Regions from separate parts of the Mus musculus genome. Here all the other regions are linked to region 5. A link is a contact called in public HiChIP or PLAC-seq and Micro-C data. All regions are on one chromosome and are shown on one strand. The core of a region is the stretch at or near the end of the contact, and the rest is flanking DNA. Distances in the headings are between cores, read along the strand shown. Region 1 overlaps Dclk2 (doublecortin-like kinase 2). Region 2 holds the start of Arhgef11 (Rho guanine nucleotide exchange factor (GEF) 11). Region 3 holds the start of Etv3l (ets variant 3-like). Region 4 overlaps Gm40085 (predicted gene, 40085). Region 5 overlaps Kirrel (kirre like nephrin family adhesion molecule 1).

Region 1 (2,700 bases), core at 117-2,616, 300 kb before region 5:
TTCTATATGGCTGCTTCCACTGAATACCTTACATTTTTAAAAAGAATTGTACCTTATTTCTAAAAATGACTTGAAAAATCTCAAACAGGAAGCCCAATATATTTATATTGAAACTGAAATCACCATGTGGCCTTTTAATAGAGCTGTACTGACATCAATGTGCAGTCTTCTGTAAACATGCAATGAGTGAATAAAATAATAGAGGAAAACTGCATTTCATTCTGATCCCCCAAGCAACAGTTTATTACATGACTCTTCTGTTTTGTAAATATTTAGAGAAACAGCTTCCACACGTCAAGGAAACTCTAGGTAGGAGAGTTTTGACATAAAGGATAAGCCTCAGTGCCATTTTAATTTACAGTGCTAGCAAAGGGAGCCACTTGCATTAGATTGCCCACCTCGGTGTTTGAGACCCTGAAAACCAGCAGATTACTTCATTGAAACATTATCTTACACACACACACACACACACACACACACACACACACACACACAGAGAGAGACAGACAGACAGACAGATTTGTTTTGTTTAAATCAATTCTACTAGAATAGCTTTTTTTTTTTTTTTTTTTAAAGGTACAGGGAAATGGGGGACGGGGAACTTCCCTAGCTTGTCTGCGACATGAATCCCATCTTCAACACTTTGGGAAAAGGGGGTTGGGTGGAGACAGGAGAACCAAATATGAAATTTGAAATAAATAAAGAGTAAGTCATTTCGTCCTCCAAAATTCAAGAAACACAAAGTCAGTAAGCAGACGCTGGGATTCTCCCCAACTCTTTAGCCCCGACAAGGAATACAATTAGCATACATTGCCTGCTTTGTTCTCAGTGAATGCTGGCTGCGCTTTCCACAACAAGCTACTTAGAATAGCAATGTTTTTCAGTTTCCTGTAAATCCATTCAGCCAAGCACATAGATCCTGCGGTTGCCATAGAAACAGAACCAAAGCTCAAAGGCAGCAGCACTTACAGTAAAAGGCATCTCAATGGCACCTGCAGACAGTCCCTACACCCCTGCGTTTAAATCTTGTCTGTTAAAAAAATAAAATAAAATAAAATAAAAACAACAAAAACTGGATTTCAGCTTTATTTTCCTACTGCTCCCACCAATCACAACTAATCATAGGGTTTTACAACCAAACATTTGATTTCATAAAATGTTTCTTTCCGTCAACAGACAAAAGACCTTAAACTTTTAAAGCTACCAAATGATACTTTCTAGGAGAGACAATGGCCTTATAAAAGAAGAAAATGTCTAAGATAATTTGACTGCTAGTATTAAAGCAGAAAAAGCTGTCCAATGTACTCTAGGGCTTTCTAAGGAACAGAAGCCACAGCAAAATTCCAGATGAAGTCAGACAAGGAAATGGGAAGTCAGCCTACTGAGCCAGCCCTCCTGTGACTCCACCCTCTGTGTCTTGCTGTGACTCTAGGGACTAGGGGACCAAATGTTTCTAAGCAGATGTAACAGCACCTTGCATGAAGACTTTCTAGGGCTCAAGTCATTCCAAATAATAAACAAACAAACAAATAAAAAGAAACTATGTTACGAAAAGGGCAATGGAACCACAGCTCAAGGTGGTAACTGTCTAAAACTGGTCTATTTGCAACAGATGAGGTAAGGGAACATCCATGGGGGAAAAGGACACACTTTACACAAGGAATCTCATTCTCACTAACTTTCTCTTAGCCACCAGGACAATCTTACCAAGGACTCACGTGCCCATTTACCTAAAAGGGGCTTAACATGGCTCAAAAGGTTAAGCAAAATGTTCCAAGTCACAGAGCCAGCTGAGGAGACTTCTCGCTAGACCACATGCTGTTTCCCTAAAGAGAAGTATTAACTGTGATTTACAACCTCCAAGAAAACATAAAAGAGCTTATGAAATAAGTCAGCAGCTTTTATACTTGTCTAAAATCCAAACAACTGGGCCATTTTTCTGTCTTTTATGAAATAAGTGAATGGCAACGATGTAATCTTATACCTAGGAATTTTTTTTTTTAAAGGATCGACTTCTAAGTAATGTTTTAAGGTCATTACAAGTTCAGGCCAACTTCTTATGCTTTAGGGAATAGTGAATATGTTCTGAAATTGATATCTTCAAACAAATTGGCTAACTCTCTTGAAACAAATTATAAACACAAGTTTCAATCATATGGTTTTAAAATAGGACTCCACTTGTTGCCAGACTAAAAATACTAAATGTATCAATATGTGCTAATGAATACTATGATCTCTACATATTTTAAAAACAGGCAGAACCTGCAGGATTTTTCAGGAATTGATTCTCTGCACATAGAAATCACATCAGCTTACACTCTGGTATCAGCATGGCATCACCACACGTGATCACACTCAAGAGAAGTAAGAGCCTTAGAATCGTTAATTAAGATGATATGGAGAAACCTGATCAATTAATCCTTAATTATTCTGGAAAATGAAAGTCCTCAACACTGCCAGCACAAACGTTGTTACTATCCTTAATTGTTCTGTGGCATTTAGGTTCTAAAACACGATGTATCTGAAAGGGGTCAGGTCGTCTTTTACTTTTTTGTTCTCCTCTCTAAATAAAATTGGTGCTCTCCTTTCTTGAGTTATTCTTTGAACTTACATTCTGGCATCAAGAAAAAACTACAGCAGAACCCATCCCAACTTAACCAGCCTGACAGGAGTGAAGATACTCTCGGGTTGTTTTTGTTT
Region 2 (2,700 bases), core at 153-2,652, 470 kb after region 5:
AGTCAGTTTCAGGAACCTTCTGAAGCTGTTTTGAGTTTGTACTTCCTGTCTGAAGGAGCTTCTCCACGGGATAGCATGTTTTACCTCTCCTTCGAACATTTTGCCTAAAAAATATGTTTCGCTTCCCTTTTCATATCCTATGTCTTATAGGATTTCTCTCCAAGAGAGAAGGTTCTGAGTGGAAACTGCTACCCAGCAACCCCCTAGAACACACATAAAGAGGCTGAGTTTGGGTGGCTGTGAACTTGCTCTCACAATGCTGAGAAGGGTAAGAGGGTGGCACTTACTCACCAGCCATTCTTGGCCTACTCAGCAAGCTGGGGCTGTGGAGAGAGACCAGGCTCCAGAGAAGGGGTGAGGTTGTTTGGCATTTGAGGAAGAATGCCACCCACACTTGTCCTCTGGGCTCCACAAGCACACCTGTGGAAGAGCGCAGCAATTGTTAAGGTTCAGATGGCAAGCACTCAGAAATTTCAAGAAGTTGTTTCAAGAGTCACAGTGCTGCTCCCCACGGTTATAGAAACAATATCAACTCCAATAGCTCTAGTGGTAGAGGTCAGTAGTCCACCGTCCTCATCCATGCGGAGATGGGTTTTTGCTGGTGCCTCTGCCTTTAGGGGTTTGTACTCCTAGAAGTAACCCCAATAAATCCACTGGCTGTTGAGAACAGGCTTCAGTAAAACTGTTGGTGCACTATCTAATGTTAACAGATGTCTGGTCTCACCAGGAAGTCACATATTACACACACACACACACAAAATAACAAAGTGTATTCATCAACCTGTACTGGAAAAGTCTCCTTTTTACTTCAATCTTTACTTCTGACTTCCGACAGTTACTTGAAGAGATTTAGAAACCGTGATTTCACGAAGGGGGTGTGTGTCATCGAAATAACATTGCCCTGCAAAGGCTTTTGCATTGAAATTAAAAGGCAGAGCCATACAAGATACCCAAGCTAAATCGAGTACAGCCGCGAGGGGAGAGACGGTGGGTGCTCAGAGGGGCGAGGGCACAGCTAAGAGGGTTCCTGGTAACTTGGAAAGGAGCGCGACAAATGAGTGAAAACGGGCAGAGGAGGACGGGACCGCAGCGAGAGCGCAGACAGAGGCGCGGCCAGCGGACACTGCGGAAACAAAGGTCGAGTCTCTGGGACAGCAGCACCGGGAGCAGCTAGGCCGCAGCGCGCGGACCGGGGGCGCGCGGGGCTGTGAAAGGGCGGGCGGCGCCAAGGAGGAGCCAGCGGCCGGCCCGGGCGAGCGGAGTCCGCCGTGGCGGGGCTGTGGCGAGGCGGGGCGAGGCGGGGCGGTGGCGGGGCGGGGCGGAGCGGGGGTGGGGCGGAGCCGGCCGGCGGCAGCGGGCTTGGCCTTAGCGAGCGAGCGCGCGCGGGGGCGGGGCCGGAAGCGCAGCGGCCGCGACGCGGACGCCGGGAGCGGCCGAGCGGGGAGGCTGTGGCTGGCGGGCGGGTGGGCACGGAGGCCGAGGCCGCGGCCCGGGCTCTCCGCGCCGCTGTGGAGGGCGCCCTGGCCCTAACCGAGCCGCAACAATACTAGGAGCGGGTCGCCGGACACGATCGGCGGGCGAGGGGGAAGCGGGACTACCGCTCCAGAGCGCTGCGGCGAGAGAGACTTTCGGAGCCTGGACGTGCTGGAGCACACAGAGCTGACTGAGGAAATTGTCTGAGAAAAAGGCCGATCTGAGGCTGGGTTAGGTGGAGGAACCTGCAAGTCGAAAGGGAAAAGAAGGTTTAAGATTTCCTGGGGGTTTGGCCAATGCTACCGTTTTGAAGGTAGAAAGCATTGCGCTTCAGGTGTTTTGTGATTGTTGTGTGTGTGTCTGCACAATTGGTTCATTTCAGAATTCAAAAACCTTTACTGTAGAAGAAGATGGTTGTTTTGTTTTGATTTTTAAAAGAAATCCGCAAATTTTGCTTCCCAGGGCTGCACTGGACCGTGTTGTGTACATACTGCTGTGTGGTTTTATTTATTTTAACTGTGCAAATCGTCTGGAAGATTTTTCTCCCAAGTGCCATTTCGGATTTGTTCAGCCTTTTTGTTTTGTTTTGTTTTGTTTTTGTTTTTCCTTCCCTGGAATAATTCTGCTGTTGGCATTTTAAGCATTTGGAAACCAGAGATTTTTTTTTTCAACCTTTGGAGCTTAAGGCTTCCCTGTCAACAGAAGGACAGCTGGGGAAACTGGATTGAAAGGATGGCTTTTATCTGTCTGCAACTAAGACTGATATTTTGAAGTCAGATTCTTTCTGTGGTTCAGTTTTTAGCCCGTAGGGCTAACCTTGAAGAGATTTGTGGTTAACAGTTTGGTTTCTAAGAAGGTCATAGTTTTTCCTCTCTTTTTTTCTTTTCATTTTCTTTTTTAAGACGAGGGAGGGGAAGGTTAAGGGTGAAGGAAGGAGGAGACCATGTTAACCGATAGAAGCAGAATAGCACTGCAGTTACCAGGGTCCTGACAGCTGGAAGAAACAAGGATTCAGTCTTCAACTTGGGAGGCCTTCCTCTCACCTTCCTTCAAAATTGCAAGGGACTCAGGCCTGATCAAGACGCCCAAAGAAACTACAGGATTCCAGAACTGTGGAGACACGGAGAAACCATGAGCATACGGTTGCCCCATAGTATAGACAGGTATGTTTAAATAATTGAGGATTTTTTTTTTCCAACACTTATTAAAATGACTGGGGGGGAAGTG
Region 3 (2,700 bases), core at 158-2,657, 400 kb after region 5:
CCCAACTCTCACCCTGGCCTCAGCTTGTGTTCTGTAAGGGACTCTGCACTGTAGTAACAGAGCCTGAAGAGCAGCCTCCTGTCTATGGTGGACAGGAGGCCCAGGCTTCAAACTCTTAAGTGAATGAGCGTAGGTGGGTGATGGCGAGCAAGGGGCAGGCCAGCCTGCTGCACTGCAGACCCAGCACCTACGACAGACAGCAGGATGCTAACTACATCTCCTCTTCCCTTCACCGTGTGTCTCCTCTTGCCCATCACTGTGCGAGGTTACCCTTCCTGCATGGCTCTGGCCTACGGAGCCCTGCCTTCACCAGGACCCTCCCTCCCTCCCTGAGGCCCAGCTCTTGTCTTCCATCAATCAGCCCCTCTCCCACCTGTCCATCACGCTAGCTTCGGTTGATTTAACCAGAAAACAAGCCCAGAATGTAATTCCGTGCCCTCCATCCCATCTCCATCAGCTCAGAAGGCAGTATGCTGAGGGGTGGGGGCATGGCCTCCCAGAGTCAGTGAAGACAGGAAAATCATACTGATACCAACAACATCCATCAGCCTTCTCCCTGCTTGGGGCTGGAAAGCTGAACACAGCCCTGACAGGCTCCAGGGTGGCTTGGTCCCAGGTATCAACCTGAGATCCTGTTCCTTAGGCATCTCAGCTAAGTTCTCATCTCCTCCCCAAGATGTCCTGGGAATTCTAGCCCTTATCTTGTTCCTCACTGAGCTGTCTGATACTCCTGTAGTCACTGTCTCCTAACTGGCTTAGTCTTTAGTTGGAAGTTCTTCCTGTTGTCTAACTTCAAGTCAAATTAGTAAGGTCTTAAAAAAATTTTTTTAATCTCTAGAACCATAAGAGAGTAAACATATTATGTGCCTTTAAATCTTTAGAAAAATGACCTTGAGTAACTATCATGTGGAAGATGGGACTCACTGGTGGAAGAATTTGCCTAGCCATGTCTCCAGTACTAAGGAGTAAGTAAAAAATAATATACTTTAAAATATATTTCATCTATATCATTTTATTCTAGCCAAAGAAGGAAAGTTACAGGTTGTGACAATCTGGCACTAGTGAGTGAGTGAGTGAGTGAGTGAGTGAGTGAGTGAGTGAGTGAGTGAGTGAGTCAGTGAGTCAGTGAGTGAGTGAGTGAGAGCGCATCTCAAGCAAAGGCTGGAGTCACGTTTAAGTCTGGGAGGTATGAGGTCAGTTTTTAGATCTGAACTCCGATCTCCACAGAATGCTACACAAGAAAGAATGGATGGCTAGACAACTCGCAGGACGTCCCAGCAGGTCAGTAACCTTGAGAAGAATTGAAAAGGAGGAAGTGTCCCTAGCAGGTACTTTAGGAGCCAGCCACCCCACAGGAAGAGCCCCTACTCTGCTGCAAGGTGGACACATGTGTGGGGTGTCTGTATAAGGCATCGAGCCGTGCCACTGGCTCTCAAAGGGTTAATGGTGCTGTCTGCAAACGACCTTGGCTCCCCTGGGAGCTTGGAGATCCCCGCTCTCATTTTAAGTAACCCTAACGCGATGAGCAAGGGCAAGGAGCGAGTCAGAAGGAACCAGACTGCGCGCAGAATTGATGATCCAAAGCGGTAAGCCATCCTGGCAGGTCTGAGACGGGGGCTCCTCTGTGCACCCGGATATGGAGCCAGTTATGGGACAGTTGGGAAGTGGGGCGGAAGGAGCTGAAGCCCACAGGTGTGGCGAGGCTTTTCTTTCTCCAGAGGAATGGCACAGAGCTGGAGTTGTGTGCTCAGGGCAGAGAGCTTTCCGGCATCTGTGGGAGGATGTCACAGGGACACTGGTTCAGTGTAGCAGGGAGTTCTTCTATGAAGGTGGGGCCAGTATCTACTATCTGGAACAGACAAGACTCTGGGGTGAATGATGAGCAAATAACCAAGCTCTCAGCCAACTTCTCATCCTGCTAGCCTTGTGGGTCCTTAGGAGCCATGCCCCTGCCCAGGCTCATTGCTCCAGGGCACGGGTTGGGGTGGGGGTGGGGGTTTCGGGGGACGACGATAGTCGGGTCGGTCGGGGGTAAAAGGCCAGTTGTTGAGGCTGACTGGGGAGCAGATGGAGGCAGCCGAGTTGGGGAGCATCACGGAGTGGGTGGAGACAGGACAGAGAATTCCTCCTGAGCCTGGCAGGATGAACTAAAGGGATGCATGCCTCTGGTGGGGCAAGAGGGTTCTGCTCCATCCACCTGCCCCTCTTCCTTTCTCACACCGTTTCCCAAAGTACTAGGGCCAAGAATCCTGACGTATGAGAGCCCTTATGGTAGTGAGCACAGATGCAGGCTAGAGAGGCAGGTGCGATGCCAAGAGAAAGTTTCAAACTCTCTCCAAGCCCTGGGTCAGGGTCGGGGTGGAGGGGGTTTGATCTCTCTGGCTTTGTCAAAGGACAGTGGAGCCTCCTGGGCATAGAGACTCAAGCACAGAATCAGCTGAGAGAGCTTCAGACTTGATAGAAAGTGAAGGGCTCAGGTCTAGCCTGGAGGTCTGGGCTAGATGTAGACACGGGATTGGTTTTTATGGACGGAGGCCTTGGATGCTGGGATGCAGGGTTGCGGGCTACCTCTGCTTGCTGCCGGGTTTTCCGGCTGATCTAACGCCCTGCCCTGGGCAGTGATGAGCTCACCCAGCTCAACTGTTTGCTGGAACTTTCATCTCCTGCCTGCCTTGCCCTGCTGCCCCCTTAGTGCCTGCT
Region 4 (2,700 bases), core at 73-2,572, 360 kb after region 5:
AGAAACGATTGTCCATGTGTGACCCAAACTCAGACCAAGCTTAGCTGTCACGGTTACATTCTGAGGGGTCAAACTCGAGAAAAAGCGGTTATTGTGATAAGGTTTAGGGCATGCATAACCTGTGGCTGCGCCTGTCTTGACCGTGGTCCGTGAGGCCACGCTGTACCTTTAGTTTCGTACACTGTGTTCTTGTTCACAATCCAGAAGAATAAATTGGGTGTTTCTGAGATTTTAATCTCCCTCCTTAGGGTTATTTCTAGGTAAATCCCCAGGTGTCCACTGAGGTGTGAATGCTTTTAGAATCCTCTTACTCGATAGTGACAACTGTATATCTCACTACTGAATCACTTCGATGACTGCCAGTAAACCGGGACATTCTCTGGCCACATCTTCTGATTGTAAGTTACCTACACATATCACTGGGTGGCTCCACCTTCCTCCACCTGCTGGCTGTACAGAGTCCAGTCCAATCACAGGGCTAGTGACTGAGCATGCAGAATACTCCACTAGGGGGCGGTAGAGGCTCGGGGATTCCCTTCTATAACACCCTTCCGCTTCTTTTTTCTAAAGATCCAGACTCCAGTCCACCCAGGGTTTCCCTCACAGTCATTATTCCTCTTTGCATCATTTTTACCTCTGCTCTAGAACAGGCGCTGGAAGAGCCTACCCTCTAAGAAGAGGTTTAGAGAGTAAGTGGCCTAGAGGGTGGCATGGCTGGCTGATGGGACGGGGAATGTGCTCTGTCACCAGTGTTTTCTGCTTCGTCCTCCCCAAGGGCTATCGCTGGCTCTTGTTCGTCCCCTGCTGCGTTTGCTGCCGGAGGTCCCCAGAGGCTCATTTAGAGCCAGAGAGCTAAGTGAGGCATGGGTAAGAACAGAGACTGAGAGATTAAGTAAGAGTCCTGGAAGAAGAGGCTCTTGATCAACCGCCCAATTAATAGGGTCATTCCTTCCAACGCAGCCTCGCTAAGGAGAAACAGCGCCAAAAAAGACCAGTTTCCAGACACCCTCCTTCTTGCCCATGATAGGTCAGAATTGGGCCACACGTGGACTGTGCGCACAAACCTAGTTTCTCTAGGACAACTGGATTTCCGTAAGCACGGAGGATGAAATGCTCGTGTCTCCTTACCAGCCCCAGGATTTCGGATGACACGAGTGTTCAACTCAGGAAAGTCAACCATCCTATCTCACGGCATGGACAGGGACCAGGGCCAACCAAAGCAAGGCCTGGGAGACAAAAGGTGGAGCAGTCTCTCTCTCCTGTCGCCCTCTAGCTCCACTTCCTTCCCCTGAACTTGGCCTTGCCCTCCAGCCTCAGGGACCCAAGTCCCCAAGTCCAGATAAGTAGAGGTCAGAGTGTGTCCCCAGCTGACCAGGGAAACAGGCCTCTCCCCTGAACTTTGGTCTTGCTTAGTACCTGGGCAGCAGCCAAGAGTCAGGCTTTCCCTCTCCCAACTCAGACTTCCTGCTACTGCGGGCTGGGGAAATCCCAGACGCTAAACTGTGCCTCCCCACCCAGAGGCCAGGTCCTGAAGGCAGGGAGGGTTGGCAGGGAAGGGCCCTGGGAGATGTGGGTTCTAGGGATTACAGGAACCAAGGGAAAGGAAACCCAAGATGAAGATAGTTGGCCTCCTTCACTCCTTGTTCTTATGAGGATTTGACCAGTGCCAGCCACCTCAGGGGAGACCACTGAGAGCTGCTGAGGGCCAGTAGAGGGAGAGGGAGACGGCTGGGAAACACAGGGAGAGAATGATGTCTATTGAGGAAAAAAAGATCCAGACTGGCTGAGATGAGGGACCCTCGTTCCCCACACTGGGAGCTGGTCCCTCCTGGAGTAGGGGGAGGGGAGTGTCATTTACATGGAAGCCCCTCACCCACCCACCCCTCCCCCACTCCAGAGTAGCTGGGCTGTGGAATGGCCCTGTGCATGTGACAGGCTATTCTTTATCCTTTTCTGTATAGATTTGGGTCTGGACCTTCACAGCAGCTGTGATAGGCTTTCTCCCATGCTCCTGAGATGCATCAGTGGACTGTAGCCCAGCTAAGACCAGCAGTCTTCTGCTCCATTCCCCACTGCTTGGCAGTTACTGCCCTTCCTGGCCAAAGTGAATCCAGGACAGACACCTGGACCTTGGGTCATAAGTCAGTTCATGGGTAAGAGACTGAGAAACTTCCTTTCACAGTATAGAAGCCTAGCTCCATCTCCCTACACTGAACCCATCTGAAACCTACCTTCATCCTCCCTTCCCTTCCTCCTGGAAAAAGCCAGTCTGGAAGCCTCCATACCACCTGTGGTACCCAGTCCAGGCGGATGGCAAGCCCCTTTGGCCCCCAGAGCCTCACCACTAGTCTCCACACCTTCCAGGGGTCAGCTGGTGTCAGGTGCCAGTTCTGGAGAGATGAGTAAGACACCAGCCTCGCCCTTGGAGGGGGTTACCACAGCACAGCGAAAGTACTTTGCCAGGAGCACAAAGGGCTTCATCGGTGAGAACCGTAGCTCTAATTTGGGGCTAAGCAATGCAGTCTGCCCTGTTTCTGTCTGTCCTCTCTGAAGGGAATGCGGGGCTGGCTCTCTGGCTGCCGGCTGAGTGGTCTCACACAAGTGTCCCCCACTCCCCGTGACCTGTAGGATTCGGGAGGATTAGATTTCAGTGCCAGCACTGTTAGCTCTCATACACCAAGCCCTGCCCTGGGTGCCTCG
Region 5 (2,700 bases), core at 155-2,654:
AAAGAAAAAATAAAAGTAAAGAAAAAAGTTTTGCCCAGCCCAAGTTTGTCATGTTAGGACTGTTGGAGGCCCGAGGAGGTTAGATAGTTTTTACAAAGTTAAGAGCAGACTCAGGAAGAAAACGAAGATGCAGGGTACCTGGAGAGTCAAAACCAGAGGAGTGAAGCAGCCAAGAGGAAAGTGCACAGCACGGAGCCAGTCGGGTGGCTTCTGCTCTCTCAGTGAACCCTGGGTCGTGGTCACCGAGAATGGGGACACAGTTGGAAGAATGAAAATATCTCATATTTCTCATTCCCAAAACGGACAGCTCTGGGACACAGCGTTTCTGACCCAATGATTGAGGCTTTGATTGAGATGGCAGCCCACACTGGTCATTTTTAGGCTGTTGAGGTTGGGTCCACAACCTTCTAGGCTCAGCCCATGTCCCAGAATGGGTAGCGACAGCAAGAATCACAGCGGATATGGGCTGCTGCTTCTTCCTCCTCAGACCCACAATTCCTCCGCTCTCGAGGCAGCCCTATCATCAGCTGTAATGAAACACGGATCTCAGTCATCTACCGTCTATCACGCCACACCAGCAGGGGTGTGGGCCACACTGAGGTCAGTTCTGATTGGCGCTGGAACTCGTGGTGGAGAATTTTTAGCAGCAACTATTATCCTATAGGGAAGATAGCACACACACACACACACACACACACACACACACACACACACATACATACATACACGGTTTTCATCTTCTCAGAGTACATGTTACATGACAGCATAAATTGCTGAGCTGGAGGACAAACCAGACTGTGTACTGAACATTCATTACAGAGACTCGACAAATGGATAATCTAACCCCCCAGGACAGGGATGTTAACTCAACAAGGTTGCTATTCTTCCCAATTGTGTGTGTGTGTGTGTGTGTGTGTGTGTGTGTGTGTGTGTGTGTGTGTGTGTACACTTACTGTAGAGCAGCTGCTCTGACACTCCACTATGAGGTTAATAACATAACCAAGCCACATTCTGTCTCCTGAAGATCAGAGAGCACCGGGCAGTAAACAGCTCACTCTAGTTCAGCAGGGACAGAATCTACAGAGGTACAGGCAGTTGCTCTGGAAGCCCAAGGGGATGGAGCAGTTATTCTTTGGGAAACTGAGAGGGCTCCCTGGAGGGCTTGCAAAACGCATCTGGATGGCAGACTGGGCAGAGGCGGCCTGGACTGCCCTGCGCAGGACACGGAGGGGAGACATGCAAACAGACCCCTACAGCCTAGTGACTTAGGAGGGATCTCATCCCAGGTGAGGCAAAGCACAAGCCTCAGGGGTGTCTAGACAGACAGACAGACACTCCTGCCCACTGCTTGCAGCCACCCCTATCTCCTCTTAGTGAGCTTCTTCTTAAGGAACTTTCCTCTCACTGAGAGCTGAAAGAAAGAAAAAAATTCACCCTGGGAACAAATTCCTGTGCGAGTCCACAACAGTTTATTTTCAACTTCAAAATTACTCAATTCAGCACTAATTTTTCTGGGATTCCCACATCTGGGGACTTTTTCTTTGGGAAGATTGTTACAGTGGGGGCTTTTGTTTCAGCCGGCCGCCCCTCTAAACTCTTTTAATTGAGCCTGTTTTAAAACAAAGGGAAAAGAATCAGGAGAGGAGGCAGCTCCCTTTGCCTCCAGCCCCTTGCCCCAGCTCTGCGGTTAACACTCAGCAATGATCCTACAAGCCTGGAATCTGAGGAATTTCCTGCCTGTGCTCCCTGGAAGAGCCGAGAGAGAACCTAGCAATTAGGCCTCCAGTTTCCATTCCTGCCTTCTTCCACCACAGCCAGTGGACTGAGCGAAAAGCTGGTGGAGGGCCTGGGAGGACCGCATCTGTACGGTCCTGCGGCTGAGACAGCGGTGCCCAAGGTTACTCTCTCCTTCCTTTCTCGCCGATCAATCACATCTTTTCCTTTGTCTGCCTGAGAGAGTGGGAACAGTAAGGGACACGAAGAGTTGTAATCCTTCCCGAAGCCATCTTGTTTCTCTGCAGTGTTTCTCTCCCCTCAACACCACAGGAGTCCAGGCACTCCGAGGCTGCCCACCCCATCCTCTGGGGCTATTGTCATTCGCCCTAAGCCCACATGCTCGTCACGGGTCTGTTCCAGGGAGCGGGTCACAGGACTGCCTGCCCCAGGCAGTATGTCTGCCTAAGGGATTTCTAAGAGGCAGGTTAGAGGCTGTGGACCTCTGTATTTTGGTTCAACTTAGAGACAGAGAGGCAAGAAGATGAAAGGCATTCCCAGGTTGTCTGAAGGAACCACACACAGGTTTTGTGGGTGCTGCAGCAGCTGTGTGTAGCAGAAGCAAATTTTTCTTTTAATTATGTTTAGCTCCGGCTAACATTGAAATCAGGTCCTATGTTCTCTCAACTTATCAATTGGTGGCTGGATTCCAGGTACTAGGGCAAAAGCAGCCTGGGACTTAAAAACTTGCCACAAATAGTTCCCAAACTGGCCAAGCCAATCCCTTAGCAGGGCCTGCTAGGCCACATCTGTGTGGCCTCCTGCCAGAGTGCTGTCCCCCACTTCCCTACCCCTGTAGACTCTAGAGATCCCTGCAGTCCAGGGTCCTGCTGGCAGCACTTCCTCATTCTAGCTGTCTCACAGCACTGTATCCCTAGCTTATATGGAACCTACTTTACAGCAAAGGGTATTCTGAAACCCCTGATC

What was found. A called contact is a pair of places that touch in the nucleus more often than the background predicts. HiChIP or PLAC-seq counts read pairs in DNA pulled down with a chosen protein or histone mark.
Region 1: a contact with region 5 is called in a Micro-C map of embryonic stem cells, with 3 times the contacts expected there. The contact joins two enhancer-like sites. A contact is called at or near these places in 2 of 484 Hi-C or Micro-C datasets (both in embryonic stem cells) and 1 of 115 datasets of contacts at active chromatin or transcription factors (embryonic stem cells).
Region 2: a contact with region 5 is called in an H3K27ac HiChIP or PLAC-seq map of epiblast stem cells. The contact joins the promoter of Arhgef11 here to the enhancer-like site in region 5. A contact is called at or near these places in 3 of 39 promoter capture datasets (the C10 cell line, hippocampal neurons and neural stem cells), 1 of 484 Hi-C or Micro-C datasets (muscle stem cells), 5 of 115 datasets of contacts at active chromatin or transcription factors (bone marrow-derived macrophages, cardiomyocytes, epiblast stem cells and 2 more) and 3 of 9 other capture datasets (adipose tissue, liver and macrophages).
Region 3: a contact with region 5 is called in an H3K27ac HiChIP or PLAC-seq map of differentiating embryonic stem cells, with 2.7 times the contacts expected there. The contact joins the promoter of Etv3l here to the enhancer-like site in region 5. A contact is called at or near these places in 1 of 39 promoter capture datasets (the C10 cell line) and 8 of 115 datasets of contacts at active chromatin or transcription factors (cardiomyocytes, differentiating embryonic stem cells, embryonic fibroblasts and 3 more).
Region 4: a contact with region 5 is called in an H3K27ac HiChIP or PLAC-seq map of trophoblast stem cells, with 3 times the contacts expected there. The contact joins two enhancer-like sites. A contact is called at or near these places in 10 of 115 datasets of contacts at active chromatin or transcription factors (astrocytes, bone marrow-derived macrophages, embryonic stem cells and 4 more).

Annotation. Positions count from the first base shown.
Region 1 is chr3:86,844,390-86,847,089 of GRCm38.p6, forward strand. The region is part of intron 2 of Dclk2 (doublecortin-like kinase 2); the gene reads right to left. Among named protein-coding and RNA genes, the nearest start is that of Gm46810, 15 kb to the left of the region's middle. Within about 2 kb of position 1,367, at least 98 of the 459 cell types and tissues checked have an H3K27ac peak or open chromatin away from gene starts, as enhancers often do. A contact at or near this core is called in embryonic stem cells, where this site is marked.
Region 2 is chr3:87,616,157-87,618,856 of GRCm38.p6, forward strand. It overlaps Arhgef11 (Rho guanine nucleotide exchange factor (GEF) 11), which reads left to right and starts at 1,403. Exons shown (of 40, transcript NM_001003912.2): 1 at 1,403-2,636. The coding sequence starts at 2,605.
Region 3 is chr3:87,548,650-87,551,349 of GRCm38.p6, forward strand. It overlaps Etv3l (ets variant 3-like), which reads left to right and starts at 1,408. Exons shown (of 6, transcript NM_001370856.1): 1 at 1,408-1,586.
Region 4 is chr3:87,507,904-87,510,603 of GRCm38.p6, forward strand. The region is part of intron 1 of Gm40085 (predicted gene, 40085); the gene reads right to left. Among named protein-coding and RNA genes, the nearest start is that of Gm40085, 3.4 kb to the right of the region's middle. Within about 2 kb of position 1,323, at least 84 of the 459 cell types and tissues checked have an H3K27ac peak or open chromatin away from gene starts, as enhancers often do. A contact at or near this core is called in pancreatic cancer cells and trophoblast stem cells, where this site is marked.
Region 5 is chr3:87,149,062-87,151,761 of GRCm38.p6, forward strand. The region is part of intron 1 of Kirrel (kirre like nephrin family adhesion molecule 1); the gene reads right to left. Among named protein-coding and RNA genes, the nearest start is that of Kirrel, 24 kb to the right of the region's middle. RefSeq lists an enhancer at 491-2,700. Within about 2 kb of position 1,405, at least 224 of the 459 cell types and tissues checked have an H3K27ac peak or open chromatin away from gene starts, as enhancers often do. A contact at or near this core is called in adipose tissue, differentiating embryonic stem cells, embryonic fibroblasts and 8 more, where this site is marked.